2 separate regions of the Mus musculus genome follow, and region 1 is linked to region 2. The links are chromatin contacts, called in public promoter capture Hi-C maps. All regions are on one chromosome and are shown on one strand. Each heading gives the region's core, a stretch centred on a gene start, on an enhancer-like site or on the middle of the called end of the contact. The rest is flanking DNA. Distances are from core to core; before and after follow the strand shown. Region 1 holds the start of Slc25a32 (solute carrier family 25, member 32). Region 2 holds the start of Mtdh (metadherin).

Region 1 (6,801 bases), core at 3,049-5,548, 5.0 Mb after region 2:
TAACAGATAAGAATGGTTACGCACTGGTCTTCAGAAGGTGGAAAAGTTTTATAGCTAGATAGGACATCTTTTGGGAAGAAAACTGGAGATTTGGGGGCACAAATGTTGGACTGGTGGAGGAAGGAATATTAGTTTGGAAGGAAGGGTGGTGAGAGCTGTTCAGGAGTGAACTGCATTATCTCCAAAGTTCAGGTAAAGTTGTAGTTCTGAACAGGACTACACAGACGACAGGGCCTTTAAGGAAGGAATTAAGATTAAAGGGCTATTTGTAAGCCAAGGAGAGAGCTCTCACTAGAAACCAACCTGACTAGCTTCTTGATCCTGGTGATCCTTCCAGTCCCCAAATCCCTAAGAGAAAAATAATCCTTTTGTTGCTTAAGCCAAACTGTTTGTTGTGGTATTTTGTTGCAGCTCAAACTACAAAGGTACTTGGGGAGGGGGGGAAGGAACCTAAAATAATCACATACATGTTTTGATGAAGGAAATGCTACTTTCTTTTTCTAATTTAAAAAAAAAATGCCAAGGACCAGCCTTGGCTAGGTCTGGGCTCAACAAAAGAGAAATATAGTAATTGCTCTACTATCAAGGCAAAAAATTTCATTAAGTATATACAAACATGTTTGAAAAAAAAAAAAGGAAATTGTGGTGTCCTCAGGTAGAATGAATTTGAAGGCAGAGAAAACAAGAGATGAAGACCTGAATGAGTCTTCCTGCTGTCACATAGAAGTTGTATACACAGTGAGTTTCTAGTCTAAATGACCTGAGGAATTTCATGAAAGCACATCACCGTAATGGCTAGTGGTTTAACACTGAAAGATTCCAGGAGGCAGTAACTGAACAAAAAAGTTGGTATATTGAAGGAGCCAAGACAGAAGACATTAAGTTTTAAATTCTTTTTGAAGAACAGCAACAAGTACACTGGCTTTAAAAACTATGTAGTCCCACCATCCCAGGAGAAAGTGTTTCATGTGCTGGCTTAGTTACCCTCCTTTTCTCGGTCACACCTGAAGACCTTGTTTCTTACTTAGTTAATACATCCCCTTCCCTTGTGCTCTATGTGGATGGTTTGTCTCTACTTGTGTGTGTGTGTGTGTGTGTGTGTGTGTGTGAGCGTGTGTGTGTGTGTGTGTGTGTGTGTGTGTGAGTGTGTGTGTGTGTGTGTGTGTGTGTGAGTGTGTGTGTGTGTGATACTAGGTTTTGAGCTTATGACCTATGTGCCTAAGACCTACGGTAGCAGTCAATCACTGAGCTTATTCAATGCCCATTCCCAACCTCTTTCAATAGCATCTGCCTCAGCCGCTTTGTGTTTCATTGCAGAGGGTACCACTACTTTGCCAGGCCTAATTCTGCATCCCTGTAACTTTTCTTAGGACCAATTCACAGTGAGCACGGCCCTTCCCATATGAAGCTTAACGAATTCCTTCACCTTTCTCACATAACATTTTTACTTTTTTTTTTTTTAACTGTTAACACTGGAGCTCCAGTTTACTTAGGAGTCAATGAATTGTTTGGTTTTACAGCATATGCATTCAGGATTAGCCTTCCTCACCATTGCTAGACAGTAATTTTAATAAGTGGGCTTAATTATATGGAAGCACAAAATGTCGGCATTATTCAGTACTGATGCCTATTGATGACTGTATTGGTTTATGTCAGCTCAGCACAGCTAGAGTTATTTGGGAAGAGGAACCTCAGTTGAGAAAGTGCCTTCATCCAGATGGCCTGCAGGCAAGTTTAGAACATTTTCTTGACTACTAGTAGGGATGAGCCCAGCCCACAGTGTGGAGGTGGGGATGCCGCCCCCAATTCTACCCCCGCTGCAAGAAGTCTTAGTTACACAAGAAGCAGGTGAGCAAGCCATGAGGAGTAAGCCAGTAAGCAGCACTCCTCCAGTCTCTGCATCAGCTCCTCCTCCAGGCTGCTGCCTTGAGTTTCTGCCCTGACTTCCTTGGATGATGGATGAGAAAGCTATAAGGAATGAACCCTTTCCTTCCCAGGGTGCTTTCGTCATGGTGTGTTATCTCAGCAATAGAAACCCTAACTAAAACACCGACACAACCTTTCACTGTTCATCTTCCTCAGTTCTTCCTTTCGCCATTCAGTCAAACTGCCGGCTTTACCACTACACACGCTTGCTCTGCTGTGGGAAGGACTTCAACTAGGAGTTACTATCTACCCTTAATCCCTTATTCTGTAACTAACCACTTTATCTACCCTACAAGTTTCCAATACTCTTCTCACGCTAAGGTAATGAATCTTCTCAGGTACCAAGAACTGCCTTTCCTCAAACTAGTCAGCTCTGTAGCACTGTCCAAATCCCAACCTGGCCAACCCTCAGTTTCAGCGCCTCATCTTCTGCTCCTAGAGAAAGCTGTGTCAGAGGGACACCAAGCCACAGACCTTCATCTCAAGAAGTCCAAGACTATCTATTCACATTCAAGTCACTGTTAGCAGGGACTTAGAGGTGCTACGGGGAGAGGGTAAGTGCAGGGTAGTTTCAGAGTGAAAGTGCTGAACCCAAACCTCAGATTGCTATTTACCATCTTGTGACTTGGACAACTTACTCAACCCCTACCATTATCAGCTTCATAAAGGTCATAATAAATGCCTATTATACATTCAATCAAAGTTAGTTATCAATGTTTGCAACTATTATAACAATTATTTATAGTTGCATATCAAACTCCATGGAATTATTTCTCTGCGGTGTCTTTTCTAGAATACACTCCACAGGTACCACACATTCTCCACCACGGAATGTCTTGTCTCCTCTAGCTGTCAAAATATTAATCCTGTTGAGGACTTTAATATGGAACCTTTACAGATACATACAAGCCACCTATGTTTATTTTTTTAATATTTACTTTATCATTTCATATTTCATATGTGCCCCTGGGTGGGTATGTGCATGTGCTGGCAGAGTCCAGAGATGTTAGGTTTCCTTGAAGCCAGAATTATAGACAGTTGGGAGCCACCTGCTCAAAGTGGGTGCTGAGAACTCAATGTGGGTCCTGTGGAAAGGCTAAGTCATCTCTCCAGCCCCAGCTTTCCTTATATAGTCTTTTTATATAGCCTATTTGTGCTCTTATTTTGTATTTGAATTTATTCTACTTAGCAACTGATTTCATGTTGTGTAGAATCCTTTTATATATCTTAGGGTAATTACATTTTTAAGTTTCCTAACGATAAGAAACTGTTGGTACTTCTTAGTTCGACTCCACTGTTCAACATTAAGACACATACATCAAGTAAATCGAATAAAATTAGAATGCTCTACTAAATCCATCTCTAAAGATTTGATTTTCTGGAAAAATTTAGTTTGTAATAAATGAAATAACAGAAATGGTTTCTAAATAGTTACCAAGGCTCACCTATGTAATGCAACTTGGTATTAATTCCTAAAATGCCGTGCTAATTTCCATATACTTAATTCACACTTTAATACAGTTATTTAGAGTGTAGAAGCTCCTCCTTCCTTCACCAGACAATGCATATTTTTAAATACTGCAAACTAAAGAAACTTTAGTGAATATTTTAATCCCAAACTATGACCTTACTCTCCGAAGGTGACAAAGCACCGGCTCACACACTTGTACTTTCGTCTGACTTTATACAGCCAAACACGTGGCTGCCCTAAGACTTCAAATTACCCCAAAGAGTGAATGACTCGTGAACATGAGGGTCAAATGTGACAACCTCCTTTCTCTCAAACTTCACCCACTTTCCCTATCCTTTATGGTTAGGAGACACAGGGAAAGCCGGGGTCCCCTTCCTAAATCCTAGCTCCAGGTAACGCAGGGTGCACAGCATCATCTTAGGGGCTCTCCCCCTTGTAGTAGAGTCTGGGGAGACTAATGTCTCTTCTGCGTGTAAGTGCTTCGCTGGGGCTGGCAGCAAGGGAAGCCGCCCGGGACGTGGGCAGGCTCTTACCAGCGAAGCGGATCTTCACGAGGTCGAGCGGGTGCAGCGCCAGGTTGGACAAGACCCCGCCACTCACGCCAGCCACCAGGTTCTCGTACCGGACGTGGCGGAACACCGCGCTCCACGCCGCCGACCCGGCAGCCGACTGGCCCTGGCCTGTCATGGGCTCCGGGTTCGTCGACACTACGGCGTCCAGCGCCGCCGACGTGGGGCGTGATGTAGTGGCCGCCACCGTGGCGACTGTCGCGGCCCGGGGCCTGGAACCGCAGGACGCGAGCCCACTTCCGGGACCGGAGCCCGGGACGCTGCTGCAGGCAAGTCACACCCGCGGCAAAGCGGGGAGTAGGAGAAACCTCAGAGCGGAGCTTGCTTAGCCCCGCCCAGCAGGCCTGGCCCCGCCCACAGCTGCGCGCGCTCGCCCTCGGGTCAAGACGCGAGCGACAGCTGAAGGACCGCCCCCTCCAGCTCCTAGCCGGAGAGACTACGGAACGCCGCGAGGTCCAGCTGAGCCATCCGGCTGCCACTCTGCGGAGCCACGTGACAGGAAGCCCGCGGAAGGCGGAAGTAGTGTGTCTGCGTGCTGGCCCCGGTAAGTCGAGCCCGGTTTAAAGGCTCGTGGAGTCCGACACCCAGAGCCGCCAAGATGAAGGTGAAAATGCTGAGCCGAAACCCTGACAACTATGTCCGCGAAACCAAGCTGGACATACAAAGAGGTGAGAGGAACTGGAACAGAGGAAGGGGCCTCCTCCCGGATTCTTTGGGTCTGGCCAGCTTTCGAGCAGTAAAAGGGGCGGGAGGCCAGCGCTCTGGTCTCGGTTTCCCTCTCCGCCTAGGCGGCTGCGTCCACACGGGGCTGGTGAGGATCAGAACTGCAGATGGCACATACCTCTACGTCCTTTGTGAGAATTTTCCTCTAGTGGGAAGTAGTTACGTATACACGCCTTTAATCCCAGCACTTGGGAGGCAGAGGCAGGCGGATTTCTGAGTTCAAGGCCAGCCTGGTCTACAGAGTGAGTTCCAGGACAGCCGGGGCTACAGAGAGAAACCCTGTCTGCGTTACTAAAGGTTCTCTCTCCTCCCCCTAGCATTGCTAACGTGTGGTATATGGCCCCCCCCCCCAGCTCCCAAGGTGTTTTACATGGTAATAATTTCTTTTCTTTTTTTTTTTTTTGGTAATATTTCTTAAATGAAAAGTAGATTTGTCCCCAGAGTTTGACGTTAATTATTTTGAATCTTTGAACCTCATTACTTTTTTTTTTCTTCCACTTTCACCAAACAGTGCATTGCTGGATGGAGCTGTCATGGTTTATAGTGCTTGGCCCAGGGAGTGGCCTTGTTGGAGTAGGTGTGTCACTGTGGGTGAGAGCTTTAATACCCTAGTCCTAGCTGCCTAGCAGAAAGTATTCTCCTAGCAGCCTTCAGATGAAGCTGTAGAACAACTCTCAGCTCCTCCTGCACCATGCCTGCCTAGATTTTACCATGTTCTCACCTTGATGATAATGGACTGAACCTCTGAACCTGTAAGCCAGCCCCAACTAAATGTTGTCCTTATAAGAGTTGCCTTGGTCGTGGTGTCTGCTCACAGCAGTAAAACCCTAACTAAGACAGTGGCTTACGTTACCCTTGCCAATGTGGGTGCATTTCAGGCTTTGTCTTGGAGCTATACTTATGTACGTATCTTTACATACTTATCCCTACAAGTGCCCTCCATCCTGCGCATCAGTGTCCTCTTCTGTGTTTTCAGTACACATTGTTTGGATTTGTCAGTGCTTATCACATTATCTCATGGTTCATGCTGATTAGCAGGCTTTCCTATCAGCTTGAAAAGAGAGGAAAGAATCCTATTCCTATATGCAGTGTTTAGACAATAACTCACATAAATAGCTACTTTGTAAGTATCGGAATGAATGAATGAATGGGTGACAGCTGGGACACAGAATCTTATGCTAGGAGATACAACTCTACTTTATAGTAACATCTTTTTTCAACAGTATCTCCCTATTTTTATTTATTTATTTATTTGTGTTGTTTTGTTTTTGTTTTTTCGTTTTTCTCGAGACAGGGTTTCTCTGTATAGCCCTGGCTGTCCTGGAACTCACTTTGTAGACCAAGCTGGCCTCGGAACTCAGAAATCCACCTGCCTCCGCCTCCCAAGTGCTGGGACTAAAGGCGTGCGCCGCCACCACCACCCGGCTATTTTTATTTTTATAATAGAAATATAATAGCAAAACAGAAAATAAAATTTTTGGAGTGCTTTAAAATATAAAGCAAGAAACACATCTGTTATATTTTATTTAGTGTTATTTCCTTGTAAGTTTTCTGCAGGATTTAAATTCTGGGTAAGTACTGGTGAAGCTTTATTGTTGAAATATCCTCGATAGTTCTGATGTGTCTAGTTAATGTGTAAGAGCACCTTACACAAATATATGTGGTTTTATATGAGTTTTAAGCTATCATACCCAGCGCTTATGATGTATGGCAGGTGCTGCACTAGTGTTAGTTGCTTCTGTGTGACTAGATGAGGGAAGTTGGAAGTGGATACAGCGATTATGATTTAGAAGATAAAATGAATATTTTCAAGGGGTGTGAGGTTTGGGTAGATGTGGGTGAAGGTTAAGTCCTGCTAGAAAGGCTGCTGCATAGGAGGAAATGCAAGGTGGGTTAGGTGACAGGGAGTGAAGGTGCTTGAGCTGAGCTCCAGGAAGTACCCGAAGCTGATGAGACAGCGAGACTGAATTATAGAAGACCATAAGGGGGCTTGAACTTAGTTCTCTACCTCTACAAGTAGGTGTTTAGATGCTACATTACAATACAGGGATACAGTTAGAACATCAGTGTGGATTTTCTATCTTTAAAAACAAACAAACAAACAACCCAACT
Region 2 (7,001 bases), core at 1,130-3,629:
TGTGAGTACACTGTAGCTGTCTTCTGACACACCAGAAGAGGGCATCAAACCACATTACAGTTGGTTGTGAGCCACCACATGGTTGCTGGGAATTGAACTCAGGACCTCTGAAAGGGCAGTCAGTGCTCTTAACTGCTCAGCCATCTCTCCAGTCCGATAAGCGACTTTTAAAAACATCTTGAATGGCTTCTTGGAAGCAGTTGACAAGTCCTAAGCCAAAATATTTAAGGTATGTAACTTGAACCTTGGAAAACCTATGAAATGATCGCAACAAAGAACATATTCACCTTTCCCACATTTCCTTGGATCCTTTCTTAAGACCTTCCTCAAGCTTCCTTGGCCCCACCCCATACCCCTAAGTAACCACTGATTTGCTATCACTGTAGATCAGTGTTCATTTTCTAATTATACCCAAATGGAATCATACCCTAGGTACTATGGCTTCTTCTTCTCCTCAGCATTGATATTCACACCGCTGTATGAGTTTATAGCTCCTTCCTGTTTATCTATGATTACTCAGAAAAAGCACTCATTTCCAACCCTGAACTTCTCATAGAGAGTTTTAGACACATTTTGCATTTTATCGTTGTCATTCACGAGGAATTAGGACTTTGTCTACTTAGAGCAGAGCTAGTATTCCATCACACACAGCTGTTTTGCCCTGATTCTTTCAAAGCATTGCTTTATTTAAATTTTAATCTAATCTTTGTGCTATTGCAACAAATAACCCTAACTTTCTGGAAGTATAATTATATTCTTACAAGTTTTGTTAACTGTAATGAATGCAAACCAGTTGGTTGTGACCCTACTTTTTTGTTTTTAAAATATAAGTGCATGGTGGGATAAAGACATAGTTCAGTGGGAGAGCGTTTGCCTACCATGCTTAAGGATCTGGGTTTAATCCCCAGCATGAATACAAAAACGAAGTGCATATACATGTGCATACACAAAGAGGAGGGAGTGAGAGAAGGAGGGCGAGATATAATGACAAGTATGTCCCTGATACCAAATACAGCAAGTGGAAAAAAAAAAAAAAAAAAAAAACTACAAGATGACCTGATCTTACTAAATCATTTACTTGCTAGACTGTCAAAGGGACTAGTATGCTAACCTACAATTTCTGTAATTCTCTAATTCATAAATCCACAGGTGATGATCTAAAACGATCAGTAGAACTTCTTAGAAAAACTATGACCAACCCAAATAGGTGGGGTTATAAATCTTATTCCAAAAATATGAATGGAATTTGTTAATTTTAGAGGTCATGCAGATCTCATTTTAAGGTTCTGGCCTTTATAACTTAGCCCTTAATTATAAGTCTGCAAAAAAGCTTAGCAAGAGTAGCTTATTACGTATAAAACTCTATTCCACCCATTAATCACAAGACTCATTACAATACTGATGGGTCAAAATACATGAATAGGTTTTTAGTTTGTATTTACTTCAGCTGCTTACATGCTAATTAACATTTAATTATAGACACTGTTTCCTTACCGCAAAGTCAAAATACAAATAGTAGGGTAGTCCTCAAGCATTTTTAAAATTAAGAAGGGAAGAAGCGCCTCAGCTCTTTATTTTTGGTGCTAGGAATCGACGCCAGAGCCTTGCATATGTTCAGTAAGCATGTTCTATTGCTGAGCGACATTCCCCAACCCACCTAGTTTCCTTCTAATGCTACATTTGACTGTTGGACAACACAAGCATTCAAAAATTGCAATTCTTTTGGGGTTGTATAAAAGCTTAAAATAATATGCTTCTCTTGCATATAAATACAGTCTAAGGGCTTCCTCTCAATATTTCCTATTAAGGCTACAAATCAGTAGAAAAATAATAGTGCCTCCCACGGGTTTGCCGACTTTTTAAATCTGGAGCCTGACAACAGACAGCAGGAGTGAACGACAGAACAGACGCAAACGTTGGCAAACGTTAATATGCTAGTCCGCCCCGAAGAAATACTCGGATGTGAATTACACGTGCTCGCTGCCTCAGAGTCCACCGAGCTCCCTCTGGAAGCATCCAACTGGCCCCTGACCTAGGGAGAAAAAGCCGGTCCACTGCACCACCACTGCAGGAAAGAGAGCGGAAAGCCTGCTCATACTCCGATGGGTTTGGCCGCCTTGCTCGTGCGCAGGCCTCACACCTGAATCCCTCTCAGCATCCAGAAAGCCCGAGCCTGAAGGAGTTCCACCGTCAGATTTCTAGCTCCCGCTTCGCAAGCTCCGAGTCGCCCCAAGCCTCCAAACCCACACAGCTCAAGGAGACCCCACTCCAAGACTAGAGTCCGCCCGGCCCCGCCCATCGCCCCATGTGACGCATGCCCCGCCCACAGCCTCCACGTGACCCGACCGGCCTCCGCGCGCAGCGTGGATCGCGGCCGGAGCCGCCATTGTTCCGCCGGGGGAGGACAGCGGGTCCTGGCGCTGGCGCCCCGACGCCGCTTAGCGGCCGCCTCTGGAGACACTCTGTCCCCGCCGCCCCGTGTCCTCCTGGTGGCGGCGGCGTGAGGCCGGCTGCGGAGACTGGGAACCTTTGGCTCTCCCCGTGGCGGCGGCGGCCCTCTATCCCCTACTCCGGCGTGAGGGTTGGCCGCGATGCGCTCGGCCTGAGGTGTCGCGGCCCTGTCGCCTCCCACGACTGTTCCAGCGGCGGCTCCGCTCCCCGGCGTCATCCCGCGAGTCTCTCTGACGGGAGGGAAGATGGCTGCACGAAGCTGGCAGGACGAGCTGGCCCAGCAGGCCGAGGAGGGCTCTGCCCGGCTGCGGGAGTTGCTCTCGGTCGGCCTAGGTTTTCTGCGCACGGAGTTGGGCCTCGACCTGGGGCTAGAGCCGAAGCGGTACCCGGGCTGGGTGATCCTGGTGGGCACCGGCGCTCTCGGGCTGCTCCTGCTCTTCCTTCTAGGTTACGGCTGGGCCGCGGCTTGCGCCGGCGCCCGCAAGAAGCGAAGGAGCCCGCCCCGCAAACGGGAGGAGGCGGCCCCGCCGACTCCGGCCCCCGACGACCTAGCCCAGCTGAAGAATCTCAGAAGCGAGGAGCAAAAGAAGAAGAACCGGAAGAAGCTTCCTGAAAAGCCCAAAGTGAGTAGTGGCGAGGAGCCCGGTGGTCAAGGGAAGCGAGAGCTCAGGTCGAGGTGGTAGGTGAACACGTTCCTTGAGAAGGGGGAAGTCGGAAAGTGTAAGAACCAGTAGGAAAGTCGCGTTTTCCTGAATGGAAATTAACTCCAGGGGTAGGTATAAATAAAAGTGACCAAACTTACAGCCATCATATGAGAACCTTGGTTTCCCCAAAAGCAGATCCTTCCTAGAGGCCTGTGAAAGAAAGTAGGCTGCATGTGGAGGTTAATGGGACCTTACAGTGACGTTGGGAAGTTCTGAAAAGACTGCCCGGTAGAGAGAGATGTCTATCTCAAGCCACGTTGAGACCTGAGACCGTCACGGAAGATAGGGGTGACCTAAAAACTGGCTTAAAGAGGATTACAGGTGTTCAGATCAAGCCATACTCATCTTAGTTGGAAATGTTAAAGGGAAATGGTTACCCTGTCTTATCCTGGTGAGTGTGGCCATTGGGTTGCTGGTACAGGAACTGGGCAAAAGGGAGCTGGCGATCTAATACGCCTTCGGGATATATGGCCCCGAGAAAAACATAAGGCAAGTACAGCAAAGTAGTCTATAGTACAGTCAAAGGATGTGGAAGACTTTTTTGTTTTTTAATAAAGCATAAAGAGGTGACAGATTAAAATGCTGAAGAAGGTTGAGAGGAGATTTCAAGCCGCAGTTTGCTGGACCACATGTGGAAATGCGAAAGCTATTCCATTTTTGTTAGGCCTTAGTGTTTTACTTCTGTATCCTGTGTTGTGATTTCTCTGTAATATTTTGTTCTGTGTATATTTGTTGGAGAGATCTTGTGCCGTGGCATGCATGCAGAAGTCAGAGGAGAACTTACTGGGGTTGGTTTTCCTTCCACAGAGTGGATCTTGGGGATTGAACTCCAGTACTCAGGCTTCTTGGCAAGTGCCTTTACCCACTGAACTGTTTAGTAGCCTGTTTTGCATAATTTGTGTAATATGAAAGATAAGTAACATTAGAAATATTTATTAGTGTAGTGGTGGTGGTGGATGCATTTATCCCAGCACTTGGCAGGCAGATCTTTGAGTTTGAGGCCAGCCTGATCTTTATAGTTTCGGGACAGCAAGGACTACATAGAGAAACTTTGCCTCCAATATTATCTGAATGTAAGTCTCCACCTTTTGAGAACACTTCAGTAAGTACCAGGCTCTTACTATGAAGAGATGTGCTCTGGTATGTTTGATGGGCACATAAGAATTAAAGTCAATCGAGTGGGAGACAGGTTCGTAAAAACTCTGTTCATGGACCCATAAGTACTAAATAGAAAGCTGACAGCTCATATGATAAGCACTCATGGTTTGATTGCTGAGTGGGAAGATAGAAGAGAGGAAACCTAGAAAGTTATCAGTATAATACTTTCTGAAGTTAGGAGAGGAGAAAACAGCACACTGAGATCATGCATAATTAAAAGTTCTGTAGACAGCATCAAGGGTTAAGTAATGTTTTAATGAAAGTAGACTCTTCGTTTCAGAGTAAAGGTGATCTTGAAACAAACTGCGTGCATTAATACTAAGGCCTGTGTGGATTGTGGCAAGTTATGAAATTTCAAAATATCAAAGTCTCTTTAGGATGTTTAGAATTTCAGATGGACCTGAGGAGAGAGACAGGTGCTTCGAGAGTCCATTTGAAGTGCATCATGACACAGATGACTCACCTGAAGGAAGAACACACACTTCACTATGAAAAATGTACAACAGATAGGATTTGGCTCATCCTGATTTTCATTTGTGTTAAGGAAGGGGGAATGGGTAATAAGTAAACCTACTTGAGATCTTTGAGGAGCTGGAATTGACGTTGGATCATTGAATGTGAATTAGGTGAAAAAAATAACCTTCTGCCACATAGTAAGAATGTATTAGAGAAGTTATGGCCCTGAAACTTTGGTTTTTTTTTTTTTTTTCGAGACAGGGTTTCTCTGTGTAGCCCTGGCCATCCTGGAACTCACTCTGTAGACCAGGCTGGCCTCGAACTCAGTAATCCACCTGCCTCTGCCTCTCAAGTGCTGGGATTAAAGGCATGCACCACTACCTTCCGGCTGGTCCTGAAACTTATGATGCAACTCAGAAATATATTTTGTATTCTAGCACAGGCATAAAATTGTTTTTCTTTAATGCATTTGTGACTCACAAAATTGGTTTCTTATTTGATTATAAGGCCTGACACCCCCATCCCACCCTCCCCTTAGAAAAATACTGCTTTCCAGGGCTAAGTATAAACTTCATTATTTCCTGTTCATTTTGTTTCTTGTACTGTGCTGCATTTTTACTTAGGGGAGGAAAAAAATCAAACAAGGCCTACTTACAGGTTGAAAGCAAAAAAAGGTGGTGTTTTATGTCTTACTATGAAGGAAACATGAAAAGTAAAAACTCTGTCTCCCCAGGGAGCTCTGTGCCAGTTACAAAAGATGTTTATACACAGTCCACTCCCTGTGTATTCTCTGCTTTCATGGATTAAACCAACTAAGGACCAACATTTTATTTTTAGGGCCTGGTGATGTTGCTAAGTTGGTTAGAGTGCTTACTTGGCATGCATGACTTCCTAGGTTCGTTGGCCAAAACTACATAAACTGGGGGTCTTGGCATATGCCTGTAGTCCCAACATTCAAAGTGGAGACAGGAGAATGAGACTTTGAAGGTCATCCCATACATCTTAAGCTTGAGGCCATCCAGGGATACATGAGACCTCTCTTCCCCAGATCAATGATTTTTGAAAACTGCAGTTGTACTGAATTAGGTCCAGGCTTTTTCCTTGTCATTAGTTCCTTACCTATATTGCATAGCAACTGTATATAAAATATGTACTTTGGACTAAGTATAAGTACTCTGACATACCAATACTTCATTTTATTTTATTTTATAAGGTACTTGGCATCTGTGCTTCTTGGTATTCTTGAGAGTTCTGGAATTCCTCTCCAATGGATACTGAGGCGCTTTATTCAAAACAACAATGCCAGCCCCACTGTGGTTGGGGAGAGGGAGGCACCAAATGTCTAATCTCAAAAGTTGCTTTTAAAGTAAAAGATTGAATCAGATTAGTGGGAAAAGCCTGAGAAGTACTAAAAGCTGGAGAAGTCCTGTCAGCTTGAGAGGAATAGGGAGCCCTAAATTTGAATAAAACATTTAACCTAATCTGTTTGACTTATTATATATGTCCAAATTGAAGATCTTAGTTAAAACACTGAAGGAGTCTCCCTTTTTGGCTATTTGCAGTAGAGTCAGTTTGAATGCCCTTAAAATTTCTGAATTTCTGAGTTGTATTTCAGACCACTAAAGTTAAAAATTTTTAGAATTGGATCTAGGGAACCTGCTTTCTTGTACCTGCCTGTTACTCAGGATGATTGTGAATTCCTGGCTGCAAGTGCTCCTTGCAACCTTAGCCCTGAGTTTTTGGCACTACAGGTGTGCACCACTGCCTGGCTTCTTTTTTGGTTTTTGTTTTTTTTTTTTTTTTTTTTTTTTGTTCTCTTTCTTTTTCGAGACAGGGTTTCTCTGTGTAGCCCTGGCTGTCCTGGAACTCACTCTGTAGACCAGGCTGGCCTCGAACTCAGAAATCCACCTGCCTCTGCCTCCCAAGTGCTGGGATTAAAGGCGTGCGCCACCACCACCCGGCTGCCTGGCTTCTTAAATTTGTATTCGTAACATGCTGATTAGTTTGAAAACCACTCACTGGAATAGAACTATAAAGTCTATACTATAAGAACTTTTATTCTTTTCTTTTTTGTATGCTTGTTTTAGAGACAGTGTCTCACTATGCAGCTCCCACTGTCTTGGAACTCATCATGTAGACCAGGTTGGCCTTGAAATCACAAAGCTTCACCTGCCTCTACCTTCAAAGTTCTGGGATTAAAAATGTGCACCGCTATACAGATGACCTTGTAAT

The links. Promoter capture Hi-C pulls out the DNA fragments that hold promoters and counts their contacts.
Region 1: a contact with region 2 is called in a promoter capture Hi-C map of pre-B cells, with 2.8 times the contacts expected there. The contact joins the promoter of Slc25a32 here to the promoter of Mtdh in region 2. A contact is called at or near these places in 1 of 39 promoter capture datasets (pre-B cells) and 1 of 484 Hi-C or Micro-C datasets (regulatory T cells).

Annotation. Positions count from the first base shown.
Region 1 is chr15:39,108,418-39,115,218 of GRCm38.p6, forward strand. Slc25a32 (solute carrier family 25, member 32) reads right to left here and starts at 4,299. Exons shown (of 7, transcript NM_172402.3): 1 at 3,931-4,299. The coding sequence starts at 4,084. Dcaf13 (DDB1 and CUL4 associated factor 13) reads left to right here and starts at 4,457. Exons shown (of 11, transcript NM_198606.2): 1 at 4,457-4,634. The coding sequence starts at 4,565.
Region 2 is chr15:34,080,340-34,087,340 of GRCm38.p6, forward strand. It overlaps Mtdh (metadherin), which reads left to right and starts at 2,380. Exons shown (of 12, transcript NM_026002.5): 1 at 2,380-3,074. The coding sequence starts at 2,697. Gm41291 reads right to left here and starts at 2,887. Exons shown (of 1, transcript XM_011245387.3): 1 at 1,403-2,887. The coding sequence starts at 2,668. The coding sequence ends at 2,135.